5 separate regions of the Mus musculus genome follow, and regions 1, 2, 3 and 5 are each linked to region 4. A link is a contact called in public HiChIP or PLAC-seq, Micro-C and promoter capture Hi-C data. All regions are on one chromosome and are shown on one strand. Each heading gives the region's core, a stretch centred on a gene start, on an enhancer-like site or on the middle of the called end of the contact. The rest is flanking DNA. Distances are from core to core; before and after follow the strand shown. Region 1 holds the start of Rad50 (RAD50 double strand break repair protein). Region 2 holds the start of Sowaha (sosondowah ankyrin repeat domain family member A). Region 3 has its middle 12 kb from the start of Tnip1. Region 4 holds the start of Acsl6 (acyl-CoA synthetase long-chain family member 6). Region 5 holds the start of Irf1 (interferon regulatory factor 1).

Region 1 (5,431 bases), core at 2,080-4,579, 600 kb after region 4:
AGACTGTGTTAATGGAGACAAGCGATCAGAAAGCATTAGAAAGATGCATAGGTTCCTGTGGACATAAGATAGCATCTCGTGGCAGCTTAGCTTTTCATCACATTAATTTTGGTTCAGGTAAAACCAAACGTTTTCCAGAAGTACTTTACCGAGAATTGGGGACTTGGCTGATTGGAACTTTGAGCCATAATTTTTTCTTTTTTGGTCATTTTGACTAGAAAACCTTTACTATTACAAGGTAGAATTGTGTGTGTGTGTGACAGAATGTAACTACCATGACATATCCATTATTTTTTTTCAGTTAACTATTTTGTTCTGAACTGTTTTTTTTCAAAACGTGTGCTTTGTGCATACTTACGAGAGGTTCACATGCTGTTTTCCCAGAGTATCAGAGTGGTCCAGAATTCAGTTCCTAGCATCCACATCAGGGACCCAACACACTCTTTAGCTCCCAACATGTGCACATAACCACACACATACATATAAGTTCATATTTTTAAATACCATGCTACTAATATTCACATATGAATCTCAAAATTCTCCTCCTCCTTCTCCGCCTTCTTTAAGATTTATTACATATTTATTATACGTAAGTACACTGTTGCTGTCTTCAGACACTCCAGAAGAGAGCGTCAGATCTCCTTACGGATGTTTGTGAGCCATCATGTGGTTGCTGGGATCTGAACTCAGGACCTTCAGAAGAACAGTCAGTGCTCTTAACCACTGAGCCATCTCTCCAGCCCTCAAAATTCTTCTTAAATTAAAAGCATTATCATTATAGAAATATTGTTTAATAAGCATTTTTGTCTCCTGATTTCAAGGTTTACATTCAGAATTTCCTGAGTCCCTCAAATTCCCTTCACTTTTTGTTTTTTGAGACAAGGTCTCATTGTAGCTGTGGCTAACTTGGAATGTCTTACACGCGTTCTCGACCGGCCAGGAAAGACGCAGCAAACCAGAATCTTCTGCGGCAAAACTTTATTGCTTACATCTTCAGGAGCAAGAGTGCAAGAGAGCAAGAGCTCTATTGCTTACATCTTTAGGAGCCAGAGCGCAAGAGCGCTAGAGTGCAAAGGGCAAAAGCAAGAGCCAGAGCAAGAGTGCAAAAACGCAAGAGTGCAAGAGAGCAAGAAAAAGAACAAGAACAAGAAAGCAAAAGAGCAAGAAAAAGAACAAGAAAAAGAACAAGAGCAAGAGAGAGAAAATGGCAAAACCCCGTCCCTTTTAAGGAGAATTATCCTCCGCCTAGGACGTATTACTCCCTGATTGGCTGCAGCCCATCGGCCCAGTTGTCATCACGAGAAAGGCAGAACACATGGCGGGAAAACTGCCCCTGCACGTGTGCAGATTATGTTTACCACTTAGAACACAGCTGTCAGCGCCATCTTGTAACGGCGAATGTGAGGGCGGCTCCCCACAGGAATGTGCAATGATCCTCCTGCCTCAGCTTCCCTAGAACAGGGATTACAGGCTTGTCTCACCAGGTCTGTCTGGCTTCTTCTTTTTCTTGAAAAAAAAAAAATTAAAGCATGAAGCCAAGTGTGGTGGCTCACACCTTTGATCCCAGCACTTGAGAGTCAGAGGTAGGTGGCTCTCTCAGTTTGAAGCCAGCTTGGTCTACATAATGAGTTCCTGGCTGCCAAGATTACACGTCACAAAATGACAATGGAAAAATTAAAATGTAATTATATCATTTCCCCCTTCCCTTTTCTCCCTTCAGCCCTCTCATGTTCTGTCTCCCCTTTACTCTCTCTCAAATTCATGGCCTCTTTGTTATTTTACACACACACAAACAACCTACCGAGCCAGTTAGTGTTACTTGTACACATATGATTTCAGGGCTAACCACTTGGTATTGGATAACCAACTCCTCCCCAGAAAAGACCACCTCTTCTCTTCTCAGCAGTTAATTCCATTGTAGTTCTCTATGGGCTCCCTTTCCATGTCAGCATGTCTACTGATGCTGTCCTTGTTCAGGTCTTGTTTAGGCAGCCATATTGCTATGGTATCATGTGTGAAATTTTCTGTCATTTCTAGGAGACACAATCTCACAGGTTTCCTGGACCTCTGGTTCTTACAATCTCTTCACCCCCTCTTCTGACATGTTCTGTGAGCCTAGGTCCAAGAGTTGTGCTGTTGATCTATGAATCAGGGCTGGGCACGCCAGGCCAGCCTTTTATTTTTGTATGAGACAGGGTCTCACTCTTAGTCCACACTTAACAGTGAAAGGCATCCTCCTGCCTCAGTCACTCACCTGAGTGCAGGAATTACAGGTTTGAGCCTCCATAGCCAGCCCCTTTCTACCTAATTCCTACCTTGTGACCTTGTTGACAGGAGCGGACTTTCTTCCTACTTATAAGAACCCTGTCTTGGAACAGCATCTGGTTTTGGGTCCACAAACTTTTGGTCTTAAACTCCTTTTGCACTTTTAAATACTGCTGAGGGTGGAGGCATTGTATATGTTACTAATAGTTCAGTGGCAAAACTTTAAAAAAAGCCTACACACACATATATACTTTGTGTATTGCCTGCATGTATTACAGCATGTCTATGCCTGGAACTCAGGGAGGTCAGAAGAGGGTGTTAGATCCCCTGGAACTGGAATTACAGATGGTTGGGGCCACCATGTGGGTGCTGGGAATTGAACCCCGACAATCTGCAAGAGCAAGTGCTCTTAACCACTGAGCCACCTCTCCAGCTCACAAAACCATTAGCTCTGCAAGGATCTCAACACAAGCCTATGTAAGCATTAACTAGCAACATTTACAGCTTAGTAGAAATGAAAACTGATTTATTCTAAAGGAAAAATATATACAAGAGTGCAGTCTATTGTAATGGCAGCACCACAGTCACGTGATCAAGAGAAACTACTCGCCACTATAAAGTGAAAAACCAAAAAAAAAAAAAAAAATAATAATAATAATAAAAAGTGACAGTGAAAAACGCTGTTAAACAGTACTGTCCGTACAGTAGATGTCATTAACAAACCACTAACTGGGGTCTCCGACTGCACCCCAGCCTACCCATGCGGTCCAGGGATCCAAATGTGGACGTAAAGTATGGTCTTCGCTACTTAAGATGGGCTAGGAGGCTCTGTAATAGCGACGCTTGGAAGACTGAGGCAGGAGAATCGCAAGTTCGAGCCTACAGAGCTAGACCCGATCTCAAAACGTCAAAGCAAACAGTGATAGGTGGCAGCTGCCTCCCTGCCCAACTTCTAAAAGACAACAGCTACTCGTCCTGCTCGTGTTGCTTAGGACTCCCACTTCCCGGCATGCCCCGGGCGTGCGAGAGGCGTGGACAAGTACGCGCCCGCCCCCACGTGACCCCAGGTCGTGCGAGGCGGGAATGTGCGAGCTTACGGTTGCTGGCTCGCTTGGCTTTTCTGGGCTGTGCAGACCCTAACCGGCCCGCGCCCTCCCGGGAAACCGAAGCCCGCGGGGCCGGAAGTGCTCTCGCCACCGGAGCTCCTGCTCGCAGCGCGTGTTCGGAACTTTTGGGTCCTCTCGCGGCGTTCCTTCCCGGCTTGCCCAGCTTCCGCCTTGAGGTTAAAACTCGCCCCTGGCACTGAGTAAAGGAACGTGGTGCAAACATGTCCCGGATCGAAAAGATGAGCATTCTGGGCGTGCGAAGTTTTGGGATAGAGGATAAAGATAAGCAGATTATCTCTTTCTTCAGCCCCCTCACAATTTTGGTTGGACCCAATGGGGCGGGGAAGACGGTAAGTCCTGAGGCGAGGGCCCCAGAAGGTGTTTAGGGCGTCGCCCTGCGCGCTGCGTGGGCCTCGGGGACCTCAGAGCCGGTCCGGCCCAGCAACTCGGAGTGTCGGAAGCCCACGCGTGCGCTCCGCTCTGGCATCTCGTTCCCGGGGAAGGCCGGCTGCGCCCCTGCTTCCCAGCCCCGCCCCCTAGTTCCGGAAGCGTAGCAGACTCTCGCCACCTACCTGTGCCCAACTGGGACCTCCCAAAAGCCCCTCCAAAAAGCTTTTTTTTTAAATATGAGAGATAGGTAACCTAGAGTTGCAAAACATGTCTACTGGTAAAACATAACGATGGAAAAAAAAAGACTTATTGTGGACATGAAGCTGATAGAGTAGCCCTAACGCTGGAAAATTATTTTATTACTTCTGAAGATTTGGGCAATGCGTTGTGACACACTCGTTTAATCCTAGATTGGCAGAGACATGCCCATTTCTATGAGTTTGAGGCCAGTTTGATCTACACAATAAGTTGCAAGATAGCCAGAAATACCAACTTGGATGTTGAATGTCAGGAGGTGGACTTTTATGTGGAAATGTTACTTGACATTGTACCAGGTCTGTTCTTAGCCTTGATCTCCTGGAAGGAAGACATAATAAAGCGCTTATAATCACTAGCTACATGTATACATATTTTTTGCTATTATTTAATTTATTTATTTTGGACACAGCATCCCACATAGCTTAGGCTGACCTGATCTTCTTGTCCACCAAATGCTAGAATTGTAGATACACACCTCCACACCTGGCTGTGAATGAATATTTGTCATAAACTACTGTGGTTCTCATCACTAAATAACACACAACTTGCTCTTTTTTTAGACCATCATTGAATGTCTAAAGTATATTTGTACTGGAGATTTCCCTCCTGGAACCAAAGGAAATACATTTGTTCATGATCCCAAGGTAATGGTGTCTGTAAAGTTTTGTATTTTAAGAATTAAATTTTTATAATTCTAAAAGTAGTGGTTGCTTATTGTAGAGGACCTTAGAGTGGAAAGTATGCAGAGAAGATGGTCACCTGCAGTGGACGCACCCAGTGATAACCATTGTTGGCATTTTTATTTTCCTATGTACTGTTTAACCCAGCAGAGATCATAGTCCTATCTAATGGTACATTTCGGGGTTTTCCCCCCAGAGCACTGTCATACAGTGTGAAGTTATTAAAGCACAATAGGGCTGACAAGAGCAGGTAAACACATTTGCTGGTCACGCCAGGGTCAAACTTAAGAAGGGTGAGGGGAGAATTGACTCCACAATGAGTTCTCTGACCTTGTGTCATGCACAGACATTCGCGTGTACATACACACATACACACACACACACACACACACACACACACCTCTAATAATAATAACAAATAATAAAAGGAAGTTTTGAAGAAGAAAGCAAAACCACTATAATGATTTCTTAATCTTGGTGTATGGGATGTTTCAATCTTTAGACTTTTTTTTTTTTAATTTAGCTGGAGTCTTTTAGTTGAAATTTGTGATGCTATATAAAATCATTAATAGTTGCAGTATTATTTGCAGTTAGATTGCTTTTAGTTTTTCACCATAGTCTACCGTGATGTAAATCTTTGGAATGCCTTGTTTGGATTGTGATGTTTTACATATAAATATGTTTTGCATATCTATATGCAACAAGAATGTGAATTTATGTAGTGCCGCAGAA
Region 2 (5,175 bases), core at 2,012-4,511, 820 kb after region 4:
AGGCAGGTTTTATTAGGGTGTGAGTTGGGGTAGATTTCAAGAAAAAGTAATATGGACCGGGCTAGCAAGATGGCCTGATAGATAAAGGTGCTTGTCAACAAGCCCACAAAGATAAGAAGAGGGCATCAGATTCCCTGGCCTTGGAGCTACAGATGGTTCTGAGTCACCACGTGGGTATTTGGAATCAAACATGGGTCCTTTGAAAAAGCAGCCAGTAACTTCTGAGACTTCAGTGCGGTGGCAGGAGAAACTGGTTTCTGAGAGTTTCACCGGAAGAGGATTCCTGACTCCTGAGACTTGTCCCCTGACAGAGACACTCATGCATATATACAGACAAAATAGATAAAAAATAAATTAGTATGTTGAAATACACAAAATTTTCTCTCAAGTATGTTGGTTTCACTCTTTATGTTGATTGATTAATACAGGAGACGTTTGTCCTAAATGTTCTTTTACATGGTAAAGATACTTTCTCTTTATTGATTTATTTTTCTTTTTATTTAATGATTTATTTATTTATTTATTTATTTATTTTATGTATATGAGTACACACTGCAGCTGCCTTCAGACACACCAGAAGAGGGCATCGGATCCCATGACAGATGGTTGTGAGCCACCATGTGGGTTGCAGGGAATTGAACTCAGGATCTTTAGAAGAGCAGCCTGTGTTCTTAACCGCTGAGCTATTTCTTCAGCGCAGAGATACCTTCTTGTTTTACATTTATAACTTTCAGTGAAAAAGACTTACAAAGAAGACCAGTTTTCTAAAATGAGTGTCAACAGAAAACAAAATTAAAAGACAAATGACAACTGGAAAAACATTGATAACATAAAATAAGGAGCTAATGGGGCTGGAAAGGAGGCTCAGTGGTTAGGAACATTGGCTGACCTTCCGGAGGACCTCAGTCCAGTTCCCAGCTACTGTGGCAGCTCCTAACCTTTCATAGCTCCTGCTTCTGGGATCTGAAGCCCTCTTCTGGCCTCTGTTGGCACGAGGCATGCATGTAGCGCAAGACATAACACACAAAATTAAATGAAAATTTTTAAAAATTAAAAAGAAAAGATACTAGCCACAATGATGGTGCCTACCTTTAATCCCAGCAGTTGGGAGGCCGAGGTAGGCAGATATTGCTGTTCCAGTCTATCCTGGTCTATAGAGTGAGTTTCAGGACAACCAAGACTATTCAGAGGAACCCTGTCCAAACAACAACACCCCTACTCAAAAGCCCAGCATAGCTAGCCAGGCCTGATGACACATGCCTTTAATCCCAGCACTCAGGTATTGGCAGAGGCAGGTGGATCTCTATAAATTTGGGCTAGCCTGGTCTACATAGTTTTAGGCCAGTTAGGGTTACATAGTGAGACCTAGTCTCAAGAACAAACAAACAATAGACAAAACCAGAAACAACAAAAAAGCCCAGCATGATGGTACACACCTGTACTCCCAGTACTCAGAAGAGTAAGGCAGGAGAACTGAGTTTCCAGGCTAGCCTGGGAATATATATATATATATATATATATATTCTAGTTGGATACACACACACACACACACACACACAGTGGTAAAAGCCTGTAATCTCAGCATTTGGGAGGTAAGAACAAGATGATCAGAAGTTTAAGGACAGCATCTGCAGGAGTTTGAGGTCATCATGGGTCATATGAGAGACTTGCTCAGAAAGAACACCCCCCCCCCAAGGTGTCTGAGCTGTGTTAAATCCTCTCTGAGTCCACATGGTGAAGGGGAGAACTCCTGGATGATGTCTCTAACCCCCATCCCTGCACCATTGCACGTCTGCCTGTGCCCACCACATACCACACATAAATAAAAGTTGGAAACAACAAACAACAAAAATGAAGCAAGCAACCCCGCCTCCACCCTCACTGAAGAAGTTCTTTCTCATCTGCATAACTCCCTACCCCACACCCTCGGTTCACCTTCACAATGGATGCTGTCCTGTACCACTGCCCAGCTGAAACCCCCACCCTGTCCCTGGTGAGCTTCTCCATGCTCTATAGTATTTCTATACTATAGTGTTCTCTATAGTATTTCTATACTATAGTGTTCTCTATAGTATTTCTAGGGTATGCTATAGCTCACATAGCACATTACAGAGCTTTCTGACTTCTGTTTCCTCCTGATAAATGAACTCTGCTAGGTCAAAGCGTTTATCTCTGCTAACATGTATCACAGCCTGAAAGGGCCTGGCTATGTTCTCAATAAATATTTGTGAAATAACTGAAGTTTTAGAAACAGCATGGGCTGGAGGTGTGGTGCTGTATCCTGGCATTTGTAAAGCCCTGGGTTCCATACTTAACACTTCAATATGGTTTCTATTTTGCTTTTTTTTTTTAATTTTTAAAGTATAAAAGACACATGAATTCATAGTAGAAGAAAGTATGTCAAAATGTTAATGGTCATTTCTGCTGCTGATATTTTTTCCTTCTTTGTTTTTTCCTGTGGGTTTATTCCTGAAATCCTATATGAAATGGGTTATTTTGGGCAAGCATGGTGGCACACACCTATAATCCTAGCACTCAGGACTGAGGCGGTGACAGCACAAGTTCCAGACCAACTTGAACTTCATATAGAGACAAAAATAAAGGGGGTATTTTTGGAATGGCTCAGTGAGTAAAGGTGCCTGCCACCAAACCAGATGATGTGAATTTGCACTCCAGAGCCCATGTAATGATGGAAAGCCGAACCAATGTCTCAAGTTATCTTCTTTCTGACCTACAAAACACACACACACACACACACAGAGAGAGAGAGAGAGAGAGAGAGAGAGAGAGAGAGAGAGAGAGAGAAACAGATAGACAGAGAGAGACAGAGAGACAGAAAGTCAACGAATAATAAAATATGTAGATCGCAAAGCTCCACATTTCAAAAAGTATTATCTATCATGAGAAAACTGCTTCCTAAACCTCTTGTGAGCCTCCAGTACCCTGCACTCAATACCACACAGGGAACTGTTCTTGCTATGAATTTTGTAAATCTGGTTGGTTTTTTTCCCCCTATATAAAAAGCATCAGACATTGGAGAGGTATTGATGCAATATATGCAGTGCAAGGACATATATATGTAAAATATTGCTTTTATTTTGTGGTAAATAGTGCTGAAGGTAATAAATACCCACGCCTCGCCCATACGCTGCAACATCCCCAGGGAACACACCCACCTAGCAACCGGGAGTGGAGCTGAAGAGCAACGCTGCGCCTTTAATTCCGCCTTTAATTGGTGGGGGCAGTGCAGAGAGGTTCCGCTTTCCCATTCCCTCCGCACCTCCAGTGGCAGCTGTCACCTGTAAGCCGAGCGCCGCACAGGGGCATGGAGCCTGGCGCCCATTGGACAGGACCTCTCAGCAGCAACCTACCCCCCAGTCTGGGGGCCAGGCCTGGCGCAGGCGGAGGATAGGAGTCCCAGGTGCCCTTCGCCCGGAGACTTCTCAGCACGGCGGCGAGGGCGTGACTGCAGTCCAGTTTCGGAAATCAGAGTCCCAGGTGAGCCCGGCTGGGCGGCTGGGGCGACCCCGGAGTCGCAGACACCGAGAATGGCGCTGGCAGCCGCCGCCGCTGCCGCCGCTGCTGCCGCAGGGGTGAGCCAGGCGGCGGTGTTGGGCTTCCTGCGGGAGCACGGCGGGCAGGTGCGCAACTCCGAGCTGCTGAGCCGCTTCAAGCCGCTGCTGGACGCTGGGGACCCACGGGGCCGCGCGGCCCGTAGGGACCGCTTCAAGCAGTTCGTCAACAACGTGGCCGTGGTGAAGGAGCTGGATGGGGTCAAGTTCGTGGTGCTGAGAAAGAAGCCCCGGCCGCCGGAAGGACCCGAGGCCCCACTCCCCTCCAGCCCTGGAGTGCCAGCCGCGCTGGCCCAGTGCGCTGCTGTCCCAGCGGAGGACAACTGTGCCCCCGGGGCTCCCCACTCCCCACAGCGATCAGGAGAACCGCCGGAGGACTCGTCCGCACCATCCGAGCTACAGCACACCCCTGAGACCCTACCCTCAGAGGTCACCCAGGTTGAGGCGCCATCAGGCTCAGCGCCACAGCCCGGGGGGCCGGAGGATCCGGCGCTACCTCGGTCCTCGGAGCTAGCCCGACCCGCCAGCGTGCCGTCGGGGCTGGCCCTGACGAGCACAGAGTCGCCAGGCCCGGAGCCTGCACCTCCCACGGCGCAAGTGCCACCGCAGAAGCCTTGCATGCTGCCGGTGCGCTGCGTCGTTCCTGGCCCCGCGGCGCTGCGGATCCGCGCGGAGGAGCAGGGCCTGCGCCGGCAGCGCTCGGAGGAGCCGAGCCCACGGGGCTCCCCGATGCTCCTGCGGAGGCTTTCGGTAGAGGAGTCGGGTCTGGGACTCCACCTGGGACCCGGCCGTTCCCCGCATCTCAGGCGCCTGTCCCGCGCCGGTCCGCGCCTGCTGAGTCCGGACACGGAGGAGATGCCCGTCGCGCCGCTACCGTCACCCGCGGTGCCCCTGGAGCCCACGGAGCACGAGTGGCTGGTGCGCACGGCCAGCGGTCGTTGGAGTCACCAGCTGCACGGGTTGCTCTTGCGGGACCGCGGCCTGGCTGCCAAGCGCGACTTCATGTCCGGCTTCACCGCGCTACACTGGGCGGCCAAGAACGGCGACCGGGAGATGGCTTTACAGCTGGTGGAGGTGGCGCGGCGTGGAGGCGCGCCCGTGGACGTGAACGCGCGCTCTCACGGTGGCTACACGCCGCTGCACCTGGCGGCTCTGCACGGCCACGAGGATGCTGCTGTGCTGCTAGTGGTGCGCTTGGGTGCCCAAGTGCACGTCCGCGACTACAGCGGCCGGCGTGCCTACCAGTACCTACGGCCTGGCTCCTCCTACGCGCTGAGGCGTTTACTGGGTGACCCTGGCCTGCGATCTATGATGGAGCCTGATGCGGCCAGTGGTGGCAGTGGGAGCCTTGTGTCTCGGCACCCCGTGCAGGTAGCCGCCACCATCCTCAGCTCCACCACTAGTGCGTTTCTGGGCGTCCTGGCCGATGACTTGATGCTCCAGGACCTGGCTCGTGGCTTGAAGAAGTCAAGTTCCTTCAGCAAGTTCTTGGGTGCCTCGCCCATGGCTCCCCGAAAAAAGACCAAGATTCGCGGTGGCCTGCCGTCCTTCACCGAAATCTCTCATCGATCCACTCCAGGACCTTTAGCTGGTTTAGTGCCCA
Region 3 (5,143 bases), core at 2,613-5,112, 670 kb before region 4:
GTTGAGCTGCTCTGCACTTGGATCTGAGATTTTCCAGGGCCTGTGATGGGAGACTGTCCGATGGGCAGAGGGCGTGGCCCCGCCCACTCAGTGGGCCCATCCAGATTATTGCACTTATTTATGGTAGAAGCTGTCCATGGAGACAGTTGGGAGATCCTGGGTCTGGTCGTTCCCTCACTGGGGGTGGGGGGGGTGGGGGGGGCTTGTAGCTGTTATTCACTGACTTCACTGAGCTTCAGTTTCCCCATTTGTAAAGCAAAGGGTTGGACATGATGGATGAGAGGAGGCCTCAAGCAAAAGCTATGGGGATCAGGAGTGAAAACAGCTAAGCCCCCTGTTTACATTGAGGGAGGCACGTTTCTGACGCCTCTGCATTTGGTTTCCCTTCTGTCTCCAGATGAAGTGAATCTCCCTTCACTGATTGCTCACAGGAGGGAGGGAGGATTTCAGAGTTTACAGGCTGAGGTCATTGGGACAGAAATGGGGGTTTGCTTCCAGACCCAGAGGGCCTGAAATGTTAGGATTTTTCTTAGATTCAAGGAAAGTCTTTAAGGCTGGTGCGGTGGGGGAGTTATCCTTGTGCTGGGAGAACAAGCCATATCTTTTCTCCCTTGCTTCCCTCCTTCCTTCTCTTCTTCCTTCCCTCCTTCCTCCCCTCCTTCCTTCTCTTCTTCCTTCCCTCCTTCCTCCCCTCCTTCCTTCTCTCCTTCCTTCCTTCCTTCCTTCCTTCCTTCCTTCCTTCCTTCCTTCTGAGTCTGGATCTCACAATGTAGTCCAGGCTGACCTCAAACTTGGTATGGAGACAGAGATAACCGATCCTCCTGCCTCTGCTTCTGAGTGGTGGATTGCAGGCGCGGACCACCAACTCCCACAAGCTATACTTGGATTCTTTTTGTACAGGGGTCAGCCATTATGAATCTGAAACAGCTTGTTCATCAATTCATCATTCATTCATTCATTCATTCATTCATTCGCATGTACTTACTGATACCTGCTGTGTGGTAGGTGCTAGAGCTATGAACGGTGATGGTTCTAATCCTTACAGGGCATCAATGAATGCCTCTTCCGCCTGATTCTCTCCATGAGAGCATTAGAGATTGCTCTCATGGACCCAAGTTCAAGACACAAAATTGATAGGAGTTAAGTTAAAGGAGAATGACAACCATTCAAACCACCCCTGTCTCAAAGTGGGAGATGGGGAGGATTGCTTTAAGGTTCTAGGTGCAGAAGGGCCTCAGAAATTCTCACCTCCCTCAGTGACTGACAGGTGAGGTGACCATCACTTGTACAGAAAGGAAATACTTGGCCATCACGGCAGTTAGAACGGGAACCCTACACACCTGTAGCCTCAAGCATCTGGGTCACCCTTTGAGATGGGCTTCAAGGCTGGAGTCACCTCTCCTCTAATTCCTCACTGCTCTTTTTTGTTGCTTGTTTTTATTTTATGTGTTGAGGGAGTGCCTACATGTCTGTGTGTGCATCACATATATGCCTGGTACCTACTGAGACCAGAGAGGACATTGGATCCCCTGGAGCTGAAGTTACTGTGTATGAAGAACCAAATCCAGGTCCTCTGCAAGAGCCATACGTGCTGTCTCTCTAGCCCATTTGTTTTTTAAAACAGAGTCTTATGTAGCACAGGCTAACCTCAAACTCTATGTACATAACTTAAGAATGACCTTGAACTTCCCATCCTCCTGCCTCTGCCTCCCAAGTACAGGCGAGTCCCACCATATGCAGTTTATGGCATGCTAGAGCTGGAACCCAGAGCTTTATGCCTGCAAGGCAAGCACCAACTGACATGTCTACATCCCTGGACCACACATTCTCCCTTCAGGAAAGTTTTTTGCAGAAGCTGTGGTCTTTGGGACCAAAAGGAAACACCTGAAGGAAGTGGCAGCTTGGAAGGGGCTTGCCCTGACCAGAGCAGAGTCCGGTATCTGCTCACACTTCTGCTAACAGACAGCAGTGAGGTAGCTGTTGGCTGCTTTGGAATTCTTGATGTTTTCTTGTCCCAGCCCAGTTGGGGCCAGAATTGAAGCCACAACAAGTCCTGCTGGAGAATCTTTACCTGAGCCGCCATTGCTTTCTTTGCAGGACTCACCTATTGCATACAGTAAGACAACTGAAATAAGGTTCTGATTGGTAGGATGGCTTGCCTGAAGACTGCATCATAGCAGGACTTCTGGAGAAGACTTCCTCATTTCACATGGAGGGAGGCTACAGGGAAATTCTAGCTATACCACAGCTTCCATCTTGGGCTGCAGGCGTGGGTTCAAGTCCCAGTCAACCATTAGCAAGAGCAAATTCATTGACCTTCCTATGCTGTGTTTTCCTTCTCTCAGGGAAGGGTGGCAGCGAAGGTGTATGTAGTTAAAGCAATGTGTGAACATCTCCAGGAGTACTGTCCATGCCAGAACACCAACTCCACGACATCAGCTCCTCACTGCTAATAATTGACAGTGCTCAGAGGGAGCCTCAACAGCTCCTGGTGTCTACTGAGTTCCTCCCTACGCCAGTGCTTCTCAACTTGTGGTTCGAGACCCCTTTGACAAACCTCTTATCTCCAAAAATATTACAATTCAGATTACAAAACTATTACAATTCAGATTCATAACAATAGCAAAATTACAGTTATGAAGTAGCAACATAAAAATAATTTTATGGGGCTGGAGAGATAGCTCAGCAGTTAAGAGCACTGACTGTTCTTCTGAAGGTCCTGAGTTCAAATCCCAGAAACCACATGGTGGCTCACAACCATCTGTAATGAGATCTGATGCCCTCTTCTGGTGTGTCTGAAGACAGCTACAGTGTACTTACATATAATAATAAATAACTCTAAAAAATAATAATAATTTTATGGTGGGTGAGGAGGTGTCACCATAACATGAGGAACTGCATTAAGGGATCATAGCAGTAGGAAGGTTGAGAACCACTGTGTTACACTGGGCCCCACCCTCAGAGAGCTGAGTGGAGAAAAAGTATTACTATAGAGAGACTGGCAGTATAGCTCAGTGATTGGAATGTTGTCCTGGAATGCACAAAATGCCTGTGTTCCATCCCCAGGAAGTTGGAGGCAGACCTGGGTTCAGAGTCCAGGATTGGAGAGATGTTTCAGTCAGTCAAGTGCTTGCCACACTAGCATGAGGACCTGAGTTTGGATCCCCGGCACCCACATTAAAAAAAGAAAAAAGGAAGCCGGGCATGGTGGCGCATGCCTTTAATCCCAGCACTCGGGAGGCAGAGACAAGCAGATTTCTGAGTTCGAGGCCAACCTGTTCTACAGAGTGAGTTCCAGGACAGCCAGGGCTACACAGAGAAACCCTGTCTAAAAAAAAAAGAAAAGAAAAAAGACAGGCAGACAGACAGACAGAAGGTGGACAGACAGACATAGCGAAAGAAAAGCCTGGTGTGGCAATGTGAAGGTTGGAGGTGGAGACTGGGGCATCCCTGGGGCTGGTTGGCTGGTCTGGCTGGATCTATGAGTTCCATATTCAGCAAGAGCCTCTGTCTCATGTAAGATGGGAAGAAACTGAAGCAGCAAACCCAGTCTCAAAAAGGGGTGGGGGTGGGGGTTTGGAGTGAAGGTGGGAGGCAAATGAGAGGGAGGGGTGAGGAGAAGAAAGACACACCCTGCTATGAATTCAGGAAAGGATGGAGACAGGAAGCCAGGAATCATTCTACCTGGAACCTAGAGGTGGGCCAGGGTTTGGGGGAGTGGGTGAGGTGGGCAGGAGGGGCTTTTGAAGGCAGAGCATGAGGCTAGAGTCCTCATAGAGGTCATACCACAACCTGTGTAAGGACAAGTCCCAACTATCAGGCAGTGGGCCCCTCCCCCAGGCCCAGCTGTTCTCAGAGCTTCCAGCACATGCATTTCCTCCCATGAATGGTCCCACCCCTTCCTCTCAGCTATCACCATCTGTCAGCGATGCTGCCAGCTAGAGTAAAATCCCCTCCCTGGCACCCAGCAAAAGAGCCCTGGACTTTGACCTGGGAGGGCCCGGAAAAAAACAAAACAAAAAAACAGAAAACCAAAAGCCCAGGGGAAGAGGAAAGGGACACTCCGATTCCCGCACGTTCTCATATATATCCAAATCCAAATCCTCACAGGGCATACAGAAAGCCAGGTCACTGCCAGCCATGCCGCCCAGGGACAGACCAAAGAGAGCCAGAGTCAGATGCATGCTGTTCTGAGCACGCAGGCTATGAGAAGACAGAACCTACTGGCACGCTTAGCTCATTGTTGACCACATAAAGAAAAAAAAAATGAATTGATTAGGCCCACAAGCACACCAGAAGTACATCATCCCTGGCCACATGGGAAACACCTAGCCCAGCCCTCCAAAGTTGTTTCACACACACACACACACATACACACACACACACACACACACACACACACACACACACTGGCACGATCATCCACCCTTTCCTTGCTGTACCATCTTAGTGAACCATGTACAACTCCTGGTCCTGGGGATCTGCCTGATTGTGTGCAAGTTCTACGGAGAGACACTTAGGCTCCCTGCGGTGCCCAATAGCTGGGGATTGCTCTCTGTCCTCCCAGGCCAGCCCCCTGGGGAGCCAGGTGGTGTGTGGGCCCAAACCCAAGAAAGGAATGAAGACCTGGATAGGGTCTCCTTTCCCAAGGAGGCTTAAGACCTCAGGTGAGAGACTTACAGAGACCAGAAAGATGCTCCCATTGTAGACACTATGTCAGAAGTGTTCCAGGAAGGGTTAACAGTGCCTACTAGTCTTTGAAAGCTCCCACGGGGCCTATAAAATAGAACATGCTGGGATTTGCCCAAGGTGAGTCAAGGTCACTACCTGCCTCATGCCTCCGCTGTTCCCAAGATAAAATTCCCCAGTGAGTGAGATGAAAACCTAAAATGAAACTGCTAAGCCTTCTCGGACTCTGAACCTCATCTCTGTCACCTTCGTCAGCAGTGGCAGCAAATCTATAGTCATACTTATCATCATGGCCACCCTCCCCATGGTCTCCAAGGAAGTATAGTAGGATACACTTTAGCTTAGGCAAGGACAGGCTTCCTGAATGAGTCTCACCACCACCACCCCCCCGCCCCCCCCCCCCCCGCCCCCAGTCTTCTACCCAGGGAAGATACTACAAAGACAATGAGGTGAA
Region 4 (5,217 bases), core at 1,289-3,788:
GGGTGTGTGTGTGTGTTGTGTGTGTGTGTGTGAATGCACATTTCTCAGACCCTTCCACCCTTCCATCCCAAGAGAAAGCCTGAGATCTAGCAAAGCCCCAAGAAGGGCAGGCACATGACCTATAAAGCCCCCACCATGCATGTATCTGGGGTATTGCATCTAAGGAAAAGCACATGTCAGACTCTGCCTTCCAGCAATCAGAGCAGCTTGGCCTCTGTGAAAGCAGCTGCCACCGAGCACAGGAAAAGCTCTGCTTGACTCTCAGAGCCCTTGTCTAACCCCTCAGTGAGGCAGGTGCCCCCTTTTCTTATCCAAGGAAGCATGACAGAAGCTCACCCTGACTCAGTGACGGTTGTATACAAGTTATAGACAAGAAGCCCTCCCACTCAGGGGCTTCTCTCACAGGCTACTGATGATCCCTATCACAAGTGGCCCTGTAGCCTCCGGACACCTTCCTGGAACCACAAAAACTTCTGAACCAAAGACCAACGCTTTGAACCCATGCTGGGTGGGGTTCTTCCTGGAGTAGAACAAAGAGGACCAGGTACTGAGAAGAGGCTCATAGGCAATTTTGTCACGTAGGCAATAAATAGTGTATGTTACCATCACCACTACCACCAGCACCAGCACCACCAGCACCACCACCACCACCATCATCATCATCATATTTTGATTATCCATGATCCCAACTCTCGCCTATCCTTGCCTGTTGGCAAGACCAGAGTGGCCCTGAACAGCCTGTCACCAGACACTGGCATACAGAAGGAGCTTAGGGAGCTGAAGGGATTAGAGAGGCCTTAGTCTCCCCAGCTCAGGGAGACTATGCCCCTGTGGCCTAACTCAGGACAATTGTGGGGGCGGGAAAAATAATTACCTGGCCCACCATCCCCTCAGGTTCAGACACGATATAACCAAGCACTTGGCATGGGTTGATCAGCTAAAACTTGAGATCAAATTCCAATCTGCCCAGTGTTATCCATATGGCACTGGGGAAGTCAGTTTTTAAATCTCAACAATAGAAGAGGTCCCACCAACCTCCTAGGTTTCACAGTGAATATTAAAAAAAAAAAAAAAAAAACTCACACATGAAAACACATGATTCTCACAAAAGAATCAACCTCTGCCTTTCCTTTAGCTCAGAAACAACTTTGTCACCACCGCTGATGGTGCTATCCGAATACCAAATAAGAAATATTAGCATGGGGAGAGCATTTGGCCTGGGCTAGGCCAAGCATTTTCACGTACATTATCAGGTTTAGAGATTCTGCACAGAGCTGGGGCCGAGGTGGGGCTGGAAACCCTTTAGAGGTATTAGCCGGAGGCTTGGAGAGGGGAGAGGCCAGTGCTGAGAAGTAGTATTGGTAAGGGGTGGGCCTGTTGGGAGAGTACAGGTATGGGTGTAGGAATCTGGGGAAAGTACTATGCAGAGATTTATCAGGAGTCCTGTAGCTTCCTAAGAAAGAGGGTGCAAGGATGAGGGAGGGAAAGGGGTGAGGCAGGGGGGAAGCCAGGGTACAGCCTTGGGCAGAGCTAAGGGGCAAGTAACCAGTCTTGTCCTCTGGCTAAAGGGCAGCAGGGACCGCTAGTGAGAAAGGTTTCTGGCTGGATCAGGAAACCCAGGTCAGCTCTGCCGTACAATTCACCAAGGGACCTTGGTGGTGGTGGTGGGGGCAACATAACTTGGATTTTGGTCTCTAGAGATGGACACAGACACAAAAAGTCTGCCCTTCCCTTGGCACGGGGCCTAATCTGATCACCGGTTCTCACCACAAGGAGAAAGGAGCTTGAGAACGGAAGGGGGGTTATGGGGGTCTCAGCTAGTAAGGCCCTTCCTCCGGGCTGACCCAGCTGCTTCCCCAACGCTGCCCATGGACCCCCACCAGAATTGGGGGGCGCCTCGGGGACCTTGAAGGGACAATTCAGCAGCCGCAGCAGAGGGCTCCGCAAGGTGGAGATGTCACACCCGCACCCTGGGCCGAGATACTACAGCTTCCCGGAAATGGTGGTCAGGATCGGACCGGGACTTACCGGCAAACAGCCAGAGAGAACCCCCCGACACCAAGAAGAAGGTCAGCATGTCGGTGAGCCGGCCCAGCCCGGCCCGCACTGCTTCCCAGGCCCGCAGCCCCGCAGCCCCAGAGCCACCGCCGCTGCCGCCGCCGCCGGGTATTTTTAGCCCCCGCCTCCCCGCGCCGCTGCGGAGACCCGGCGGGAGGGGGAGGGCGCAGCGCGCGCTCCTCACGGAACCCGACTCCCAGCCCCGCAGCGCGCCGGGACTCCTGGGCAAAGAGACAGCGGCATCCGAACTGCCGAGCCCGACTGGGGGAGGGGCTGGGCCGCCCGCCCCGCAACGTTCTGGGGGAAACGGGCTGGAGGAAGGGGCTCACGGGCTCACTGCCGCTCCTACCTCACCGTGCCTCCACCCATGAACGACCCTACCTCCACACGACCGGCCTCCAAGGTTTTATGGCTAGGCAGGCTCAAATGGCAGCGGGGGTCCAGGGCTTCTGTCCCAGAAAGTGCACATGCTGAAGTGCCGGTTCCTGGCTGAGTCAGACGCCCCCTAGGACCTGATTTTGTAGTTGCTGGGAGCCACATCTGCAAACCCAAGAGGGAAGGGAGTGATGGGGCGGGGGGGGGGGGGGGGGCATCAAGGTGAGGCTAGATTGGATAATACCCACACTTAATAAGAATGCTCAAGGTCAGGTTGGAGGCCACACAAGGTCACGGGAAGACTCACCAGCTGCCATGTCCCCAGGCATGTCTCATGAAGACACAGGCAGCCACATGGAATCACAGGTGTCTCCCAAGGACACAGGCAGTGATGCATATGTGTGGTACATAAGAGCTCAAGTTCCTCTTAGCTGTGATAAATGGTCATACGGTCACTAGGTTGTTGGTGGTCTCATTGCTGAGCTGAAGAGTGAGCTGAAGAGTTGCAATCCCTTTGTCTGGGAACAAAAGGAGGAAGCCTGGCTCTGTGATTTTCTAAAATAATAAAGGTAGGTATTCTGATGGGGCCTCGATGGACATCTTCAAGTGGATTTCACCAAGGTCCCCTCGTTCTTCAAGCATTCAGGACTCATTAGGCTTCCAGCACCGAGGACAGCGCTCAAGCAGCACAGACCTTGGTCAGGCACTGGTTAAGACAAGGACCCATACCAGGAGTAAGAGGGAGAGAAACCAGACATTAGAGATCAGAAAGCAAGGGGTGGATAGGTGAGATTGGATGCTCTCTGTGCACTTGAACTCATATCTAGGCTTCAATTTCTTTGTGTGTGTATCTGTATGTGTTTATCTGTGTGTCTGTGTTTATCTGTGTGTCTCTCTATGTGTTGGGGAGGGGGTGGTCCTGCATCTTTAGTTTGGTATGTGTCTCTTGGCCTATCTCTGTGAACCTTAGAGATGTACAGTCTGCAGAAACATCTACAGTGAGTCTCTACAATAGACCATTCTTTCCCATTACAGGAACCGGGTCTTGGGAGGGCTGCTCTTGCTTGAAGCCAGTCTCTTCCTGGCAAGGGTTTTGCTGGAATCTTAAACTTGGCAGACACCTCTATGAGAGGATCATGGAGGTGATGTGGCAGGATTGTTCCCAGTGGGTGACACAGCAATCAGAAATCCCTCCTGCATTCCCAGCAGCAGTAGCGAACTAATTGAAGGCCTGCCTGCTCAGGTGGAGACCCCGTCAGGGGACACTTCTAGGCTTGGGAGAGGGCATAGATGGTTTCAAGTCAGACTGGCCTAGGGAGTTGGCCAGAATATCATCACACATTTTTTAAATATAATGAAGCCATAAGCAGGGTTTATCCCATTGCAATTTCTGATCATATGCACTGTAGGGCCTTTTCCTTCTTGTGCCTTCCTTCTGCATTCTGTCAATATCCATTTCACATTATAGTTAGGATGAAAAGATCCATCCCCTTCTCGGATGCTCTGGTCTTTCTATCATCTGTACACTGTTCTATCTGTACACAGTGAATACCTGTTAACAGAGCAGGGGTCCTAGGAGGCAAGCAGCAGGCTCTGGGGCCAGTCCTCTGCAACACCAAGTTGCAGGAGCATCTAGGCTCCTGGGTGGCTTCTGGCAGCCTCTTCTCCAGAGTGATGTCATGGGACACATTTAGCCTGGCCTCCTGCAGGATGCTGCATCCAGTTACTCTTCCTATAGATGTCTCTGTTTCTTGCGAGCATCACAGTTTAAAGCTCTGTGCTGGTGCCGAGCTGGTGATAACTTAGCCGAGTGGGGTTCCGCTTTTCTCTGAGCAGTACTTGGCTTCTCTTGAGGGACATCGACAGGAAGACGCTGGGCTGGCTGTGGGATCACGGCCAGGTCGCTTTTCACTCTAGGTGTGTCCCTTCCACTGAGTCACAGGGCTGTTGTTTTCGGTACTGAGTTACCAAGGGCTTCTTCCTCCTTGTAGATCTCCATCATGAATCAGGCAGCTGTAACTCTGAGATCTCTAGACTGCATGGGTCCAGCAACCTTAGAACACAGAGCGAGAGAAGCCAGCATCCAGAGATGTGCAGGCAAGGTGGGATGAGGCTTTTACATCAAGCCATCAGGTAGCTGTGACCTCCTAGTTCCCACTCATTCATGTACTCATTCACTCTTTAAGCTACTGTGTATTCTGTGCCCTCTTCTGGTAGGAGCTGGAGTGTTGGGCAGGCAAGTCAGAAGCAGCAATAACAGCAGGCCAGTATGGTAAGTCTAGAAACAGAAGGATGGCTCTAACCTAACCCTGGGAGGATCACCTCAGGGATGAATCATTCATATTGGACCTTTAACCTTAGGGTAAATATTTAGATAGAAGATGTCTGTTGATTTACACAATGGAATACTACTCAGCTATTAAAAAAATAATTTATGAAATTCCTAGGCAAATGGATGGACCTAGAGGGCATCATCCTGAGTGAGGTAACCCAAACACAAAGGAACTCGCACAATATGTACTCACTGATAAGTGGATATTAGCCCAGAAACTTAGGATACCCAAGATATAAAATACAATTTGCTAAACACATGAAATTCAAGAAGAACGAAGACCAAAGTGTGGACACTTTGCCCCTTCTTAGAAATGGGAACAAAACACCCATTGAAGGAGTTACAGAGACAAAATTTGGAGCTGTGACGAAAGGATGGACCATCTAGTGATTGCCATATGCAGGGACCCATCCCATAATCAGCTCCCAAACGCTGACACCATTGCATACACT
Region 5 (5,271 bases), core at 2,480-4,979, 530 kb after region 4:
CGATGTCTGGCAGGGAGTTCATGGCACAACGGAAGTTTGCCTTCCATGTCTTGGGATCTGGCTCTTTTTCTCCTGCTTTGTATCGGCCTACAGGACGGAAGAGTAAAAATGCATACAGCAGCTGCTCCCTGGGCTGGGAGAAGAAAGGCAAGGGAACCCCAGACATCCATACTAGCAAAAACCAACTGTCAACGGGCCCTGGGGCTTCTCACATGCCCAGAGTTGGCTTAGACATCCAGCAGACTGTGAAGGACTCAAATGGGCTCACTTGAGTCTCCGTCCCCCATAACTGCGCTGACTTGGACCTCAACAGTCTCCCTGCTTAGGTTCTCAGCAGCCAGAGACTACTGGGACTGAGGCCTTATCTGATGTTTCTGCAGTACAAGTGGGCACAGCGCCGGCCCCGAGGACAGTTACTAACAGGTCTGAATTGGAATGAGGGCCTGACTCCTGAAGGGAAGAAAGGAGGCCACCAACCAGATGGGGCTTAGGTCAAGGACCTTGAGAAAGGAAGATGGAAGTCTCTTGGTACCCTGACTCACAACTGTTTTTTCTAGGAACTGTATTCTATACAGACTCCTTAAAGCACACATGCTTTCTAACATTTTTTTTTTTTTGCCTTTATAAATCCTCTGAGAACTTGCTAGAACAATGATTCTGTCCTAGAAAAACATAGGTGCATCTCACCCCCCTGCTCCAGTAATTCTGCATGCTGTGTCAGGGAGCTCAGAGGCCACCCAGAACACTGATGGTAGTGTATGTCTCCCCCTGTCTCTCCTCTGCCCCCTCCCCCACCCTGCCCACCTGTGTGAATGGCCCAGCTCCGGAACAGACAGGCATCCTTGTTGATGTCCCAGCCGTGCTTAGCAGCGTGCTTCCATGGAATCTGGAAGATCATCTCTTCCTGAACAGTGTACATAGAAGACCGAGTCAGCTCAGAGTGCGACCGAGGATGCGCAGCCCCCAAGTATGGGAAAAGGCTGACTTCCCCTTTTTACCCCGACATCTGGCCTGGATTGACCCGTCTTGGCTGCCTGTAACAGGGCACTCTGCATCTTTTAGGAAGGGCAGTAGGGGGCTTAGGTTCTGATGAGCCACAGCACCAGAAGCTCAAAGACACCCCTGCCCCACACTGTGGATGTGCTGAGAACCTAAGCAGCACCCCCTTCTCAGCCCTGGCCTGGCAGGCCTTGGATGCTTCTCTCTGGCTACCGAGCATTGGAACATGGGACCTTCTTGCTTTAGAGTCTCCTCAGGACGCCTGGCACAGTGACTCCTACATAGATAGGCTCCTGCTCATACTCCCAAGGGATCCCTGAACCAGACCTGGGTGAGGGCTGCCTATGTAATATTGCCCTACTCTTCTCCCCTTAGGTAAGACATAAAGAGAAAAGGTTTGTGTATGTGTGGGGGTGGGTGGGTGGGGGACTGTTTGTTTTTAATAAAAAGTATGTATGGGAACAACAGCCACCATGAGTTAAGTTTTTTTTTAGTTCTGTTTTTTAAATTTTTATGCGTGTATTGTGAGTGTGTGTGTGAGAGAGAGAGAGAGAGAGAGAGAAAGAGAGAGAGAGAGAGGAGAGAGAGATACAAGCCAGGGCACTTATGTACAGGTCAGAGGCCAACCTCCTACCATGAGAGGACTCTAGGGATCAAAGTTAGGCCTTCAGGCTCACTGGAAGGTGGTGCCTTTACCTGCTGAGCAAGCTCACCAGCCCCAAGATCCAGGAGGCTCTTACCACCACCACTCTTGTTACTGCTGGTTAACTGTATACTATTTCAATCAAGTTGGTTCAAGTTGGTCTTGGGTTTCACACTTTTTACATGACTTTGTAATCTACCTTAAAGTGCCTCAGTTTCCTTACGCGAGACCCATCTCACAGGATTACTATGCCGGTTAAAATGCACAATTTGGTAACATATCAAAAAAGGTGCCAAGCACATATTAATTATCACCAATGCTACTGCTGCTGCTATACTGCCATGCATGCCAGCTGTGGCTTCTTGGGTCTCCTACGTAACTAGTCCCGTTCCTAACCACTATCGACTGCTTTTCTGTCTGTCTTGTCTATCCAACTGGAGCCATGTAAGACTTATGTATACAGTGTTTCTCTTGGAAGAGAGAGGAACCCAGGCTCTGCAGAAGCTGAGAAGTTTTGGTGCTGAGGACTGTACCACTAGGAGGGTGAGCTGGCCACAGCTTCAGGAAGGAAGAAGCAGGAGGCAGAAGTCAGACCTTGCACGTTCTGGCATGCAGCACCCACTGGGAAATACATTTTCCTGCTCTCTTAACGTTCACTCATGAAATTTGGCGCCCCAAGAGAACATGCATTAAACAGTGGCAGGAATACGCAGGATAACACTCACTTTATTGATCCAGATCAGCCCTGGGATTTGGTTGGAATTAATCTGCATCTCTAGCCAGGGTCTCATCCGCATTCGAGTGATTGGCATGGTGGCTGGAGGGAAAAGACAGAGGCCTGTGTTTGGAGTCTGTTAAACAACCCTGGGCACTGCCCTGCTCCACCCAAGGCCGCTCGCTCAATTACCTTCTCCTGTCCTCACACCCAGGTCATTACCCTCCCCCACTCTCCTGCCATCAGCCAGGTACCCAGGTCATAGATTAGGGACCCTGAAGTAGAATGAAACTCTCCAGCATCATGGGCAAAGCCACCTGCCCATTCTTTTCAGTCTCTCCCAGTCAGTCTCAGGAATAAACAACCAAGCAAGTCTGGATGGATGGATGGTTGCAGGATATATGTGCAAAAAAAAAAAAAAAGCCAAAAGACAGACATCTCAATGACAGAACTTTTCTCTCAAAATTCAATCTTTGGAAGAAGGAAGGGACTACTTTTGCTTGTCACCCCCAGCCCTGCACCTTCCAGGCTGTGCAAGCAAGCAAGTCAACCTCCATCTCGGGCACTTCTACCCACCCACTCCAATCCAGTCTATGTCCCCTCTTGACAGCCAGTGCCCACAACATACAGGCTGGGGCGCAACCCCTTCCGGCCTGGTTTCCCCTGCTGTTAAGAGAAGTGGCGCAAGCAACACCTGTGGCACCTCCTCCCGAAAGCCCAGTAGTTCACGACCCGGTCCAGCCAGTCAAGGCAGCGAGCCAACCTCTGCACCGAACACTGCGCGTCCGAAAGCAAGAGCTGGGAGCCAAGCTGCGACCGCCAAAAGTGCGCGCAGGCGGACATCCGAGTCCCCCGGCGCTGCTCGCGGGTGCGCGCGACGGCCACTCTGGGCTACCAAGAGGCCCCGCAGCGGCTCCGCGCACGCAGACCGCCGAGCGCGGCCAGAGGGCGGTGCACGCCGCGGCCCGCCTCCCGCCCGCTTGCAGCGCCCTCCCGAGCCAGCGCGCCACCGCGACCCAGGGTGTCTCTGGCCCCCACTTCCTGGTGTCCCGTGCGCCTTTTGTTCCACGGCACCCGTCGGTGCCCGCGCAGCTCCGGCGAGCTCACCTTTGCTGCAGGAGCGATTCGCAGAGGGTGCCGGAGAGCGAGGCACGGAGTTGCGGTGTAGGTACGCGATGCGCGCACGAAGCGAAAGATGCCCGAGATGCTGGGGTCCCTCTGGCCACCTCGGCTGACCTCGGCGCAACTCGGCCCGGTTCGGTTCGGTTCGGTTCGGTTCGGTTCGGCTTAGACTGTGAAAGCACGTCCTACCTCGACGAAGGAGTGGTGCGCACTGGCGAGTCCGCGGCGCCGCGAAGAAATCTAAACACTTAGCGGGATTCCCCGGCCCGGACTCGGCCACGCCCCCGCCGCGCCGCTCCTGCGCGCCCATTGGCCCACTCGGCCTCATCATTTCGGGGAAATCAGGCTGTTGTAGAGCTAAGCGGCGAAGGGGAAGTACAAGGCAGCTGTGCTCCCCACCCCCTCGGGCCCGCGCCACCGCCCCGGGGCTACCGCGGGCCCGCCCCTTGCTCCACTCCACTCCCCTGCCCCCTTGCCTGTCTTGGAAAGCCGAGACCGTCCCCCTCTTTCTGCAGACTCCCAGCCTGCTGGCTCCTATGATGGTCTTCCCCTTCTCCACGGGAGACACCTAACTCCCTATGTCTCTAGAACACCTGATTCCCTCTCCAGAAGGGTCCCCGGGACTAAATCACCCTCAAAATCAGTCTGGTAATGAAGTGTCAAGAAGGGAGAGATTATGTCCCTGTACCGCCTTACTTGCCACTTGGCTGCTCTGGGAAATTGAGGCAGAAGGCCTAACTTGGAAATACGGGGCAGTAGGAACTCCCAGCCTGGACTCTGCAGGGCCAGCCGTTGAAGGACTCAAGGACTCCGTAACCATAAAATGTCAATAGCTCACTTGCTAGTCTGAAGTGATGGGGGAACACCTTGTCCTTATGGGGAGAGATGATGTGTTTGCTTACATGGGCACAAGATGCGGGTGTGCTTTCCTGTGCCACACGAGGTTCTAGCTAGCGGTGACCAAGGCGACCCTTATTCCTTGGGACTACCTAACACCAAAGAAGTGGATAAAATTCCGAAGTGGCCGTGGTTCCTTCTATGACACCTACTTCAGCTCTCCATCCTCGACGTAGCCCTAGGGAGAGAGTTCCTCTCTGATAGTCTTGAAGTCATTTCTGAGTCCCCAAAGCCTGGCTCTGGAGAAGTTCTGGGCAGCATAGGGAAATTGTGGCTAAGGGGGGACCCAGGTCCCAAGGGGATGGCAAGGGCAGCGGGTTAACTGGTGTTCACGAGTAAACCTTGCCAGTTTGTTCTTTCTCTTAGCGGCTGGGCTAGTGTATACATGTTCCATCTCCGAACTCTGGCCCCTCAGGCTTCTTCATTCGCTTCCTCGCAGCTTCTGACTCACAAGTACATCAGTCCTCTACCGTGTCATTCTCTTGTGTCACCTTCCTCACCCTAGCTGTCCGTCTAGGACAGCACCCAGTTTGAATGTTGCAAGCTGTAATACACACATCAATGGACGATTGTACCTGTAACGTCACTGCCTCATAGACGAGCTAGGAGATTCAAGGTGGCAGGAGGATTTGGAAGGAGGAATTGAGACTCTAGAATAAATACGGAGGTATTTGAAGTCGCAAATTAAGAGAATCACTAGAGACCAGGGCCTTCTGATCACATGACTCTGAATCTGACACCTGCTCTCTGTGCAACAGATGTATACTTGCTCTGTGGAGACACTCTGACCAGCCAATGGAAAATTCAAAATGAGATTAGGGAGAGAAACTTTGTAACTCTTGAAGCCCACAGAGACCCTACTGAAAGCAACCAGAGACTACAAATTACATCAAAA

What was found. Promoter capture Hi-C pulls out the DNA fragments that hold promoters and counts their contacts. Hi-C and Micro-C count contacts between places; a contact is called where the count stands out from the background. HiChIP or PLAC-seq counts read pairs in DNA pulled down with a chosen protein or histone mark.
Region 1: a contact with region 4 is called in an H3K4me3 HiChIP or PLAC-seq map of bone marrow-derived macrophages, with 4 times the contacts expected there. The contact joins the promoter of Rad50 here to the promoter of Acsl6 in region 4. A contact is called at or near these places in 2 of 39 promoter capture datasets (embryonic stem cells and hippocampal neurons) and 1 of 115 datasets of contacts at active chromatin or transcription factors (bone marrow-derived macrophages).
Region 2: a contact with region 4 is called in a promoter capture Hi-C map of embryonic stem cells, with 4 times the contacts expected there. The contact joins the promoter of Sowaha here to the promoter of Acsl6 in region 4. A contact is called at or near these places in 3 of 39 promoter capture datasets (embryonic stem cells, hippocampal neurons and liver) and 2 of 9 other capture datasets (liver and macrophages).
Region 3: a Micro-C map of embryonic stem cells shows a contact between it and region 4, with 4 times the contacts expected there. The contact joins the enhancer-like site here to the promoter of Acsl6 in region 4. A contact is called at or near these places in 1 of 39 promoter capture datasets (pre-B cells), 1 of 15 datasets of contacts at CTCF or cohesin (large pre-B cells) and 3 of 484 Hi-C or Micro-C datasets (B cells, embryonic stem cells and pro-B cells).
Region 5: a contact with region 4 is called in a Micro-C map of embryonic stem cells, with 3 times the contacts expected there. The contact joins the promoter of Irf1 here to the promoter of Acsl6 in region 4. A contact is called at or near these places in 1 of 484 Hi-C or Micro-C datasets (embryonic stem cells) and 1 of 115 datasets of contacts at active chromatin or transcription factors (pancreatic cancer cells).

Annotation. Positions count from the first base shown.
Region 1 is chr11:53,705,217-53,710,647 of GRCm38.p6, reverse strand. It overlaps Rad50 (RAD50 double strand break repair protein), which reads left to right and starts at 3,329. Exons shown (of 25, transcript NM_009012.2): 1 at 3,329-3,721; 2 at 4,580-4,663. The coding sequence starts at 3,593.
Region 2 is chr11:53,478,281-53,483,455 of GRCm38.p6, reverse strand. Sowaha (sosondowah ankyrin repeat domain family member A) reads left to right here and starts at 3,261. Exons shown (of 1, transcript NM_183173.2): 1 at 3,261-5,175. The coding sequence starts at 3,549. Gm19835 (a long non-coding RNA gene) reads left to right here. Exons shown (of 2, transcript XR_106225.5): 2 at 1-372.
Region 3 is chr11:54,972,745-54,977,887 of GRCm38.p6, reverse strand. No RefSeq gene overlaps it. Among named protein-coding and RNA genes, the nearest start is that of Tnip1, 12 kb to the right of the region's middle. Within about 2 kb of position 3,862, at least 134 of the 459 cell types and tissues checked have an H3K27ac peak or open chromatin away from gene starts, as enhancers often do. A contact at or near this core is called in B cells, embryonic stem cells and pro-B cells, where this site is marked.
Region 4 is chr11:54,301,145-54,306,361 of GRCm38.p6, reverse strand. It overlaps Acsl6 (acyl-CoA synthetase long-chain family member 6), which reads right to left and starts at 2,538. Exons shown (of 21, transcript NM_001033598.1): 1 at 2,440-2,538. It overlaps Gm51861 (a long non-coding RNA gene), which reads left to right and starts at 2,661. Exons shown (of 3, transcript XR_003949553.1): 1 at 2,661-3,002; 2 at 4,425-4,535; 3 at 4,651-4,895.
Region 5 is chr11:53,768,472-53,773,742 of GRCm38.p6, reverse strand. Irf1 (interferon regulatory factor 1) reads right to left here and starts at 3,729. Exons shown (of 10, transcript NM_008390.2): 1 at 3,465-3,729; 2 at 2,368-2,459; 3 at 805-904; 4 at 1-87. The coding sequence starts at 2,454.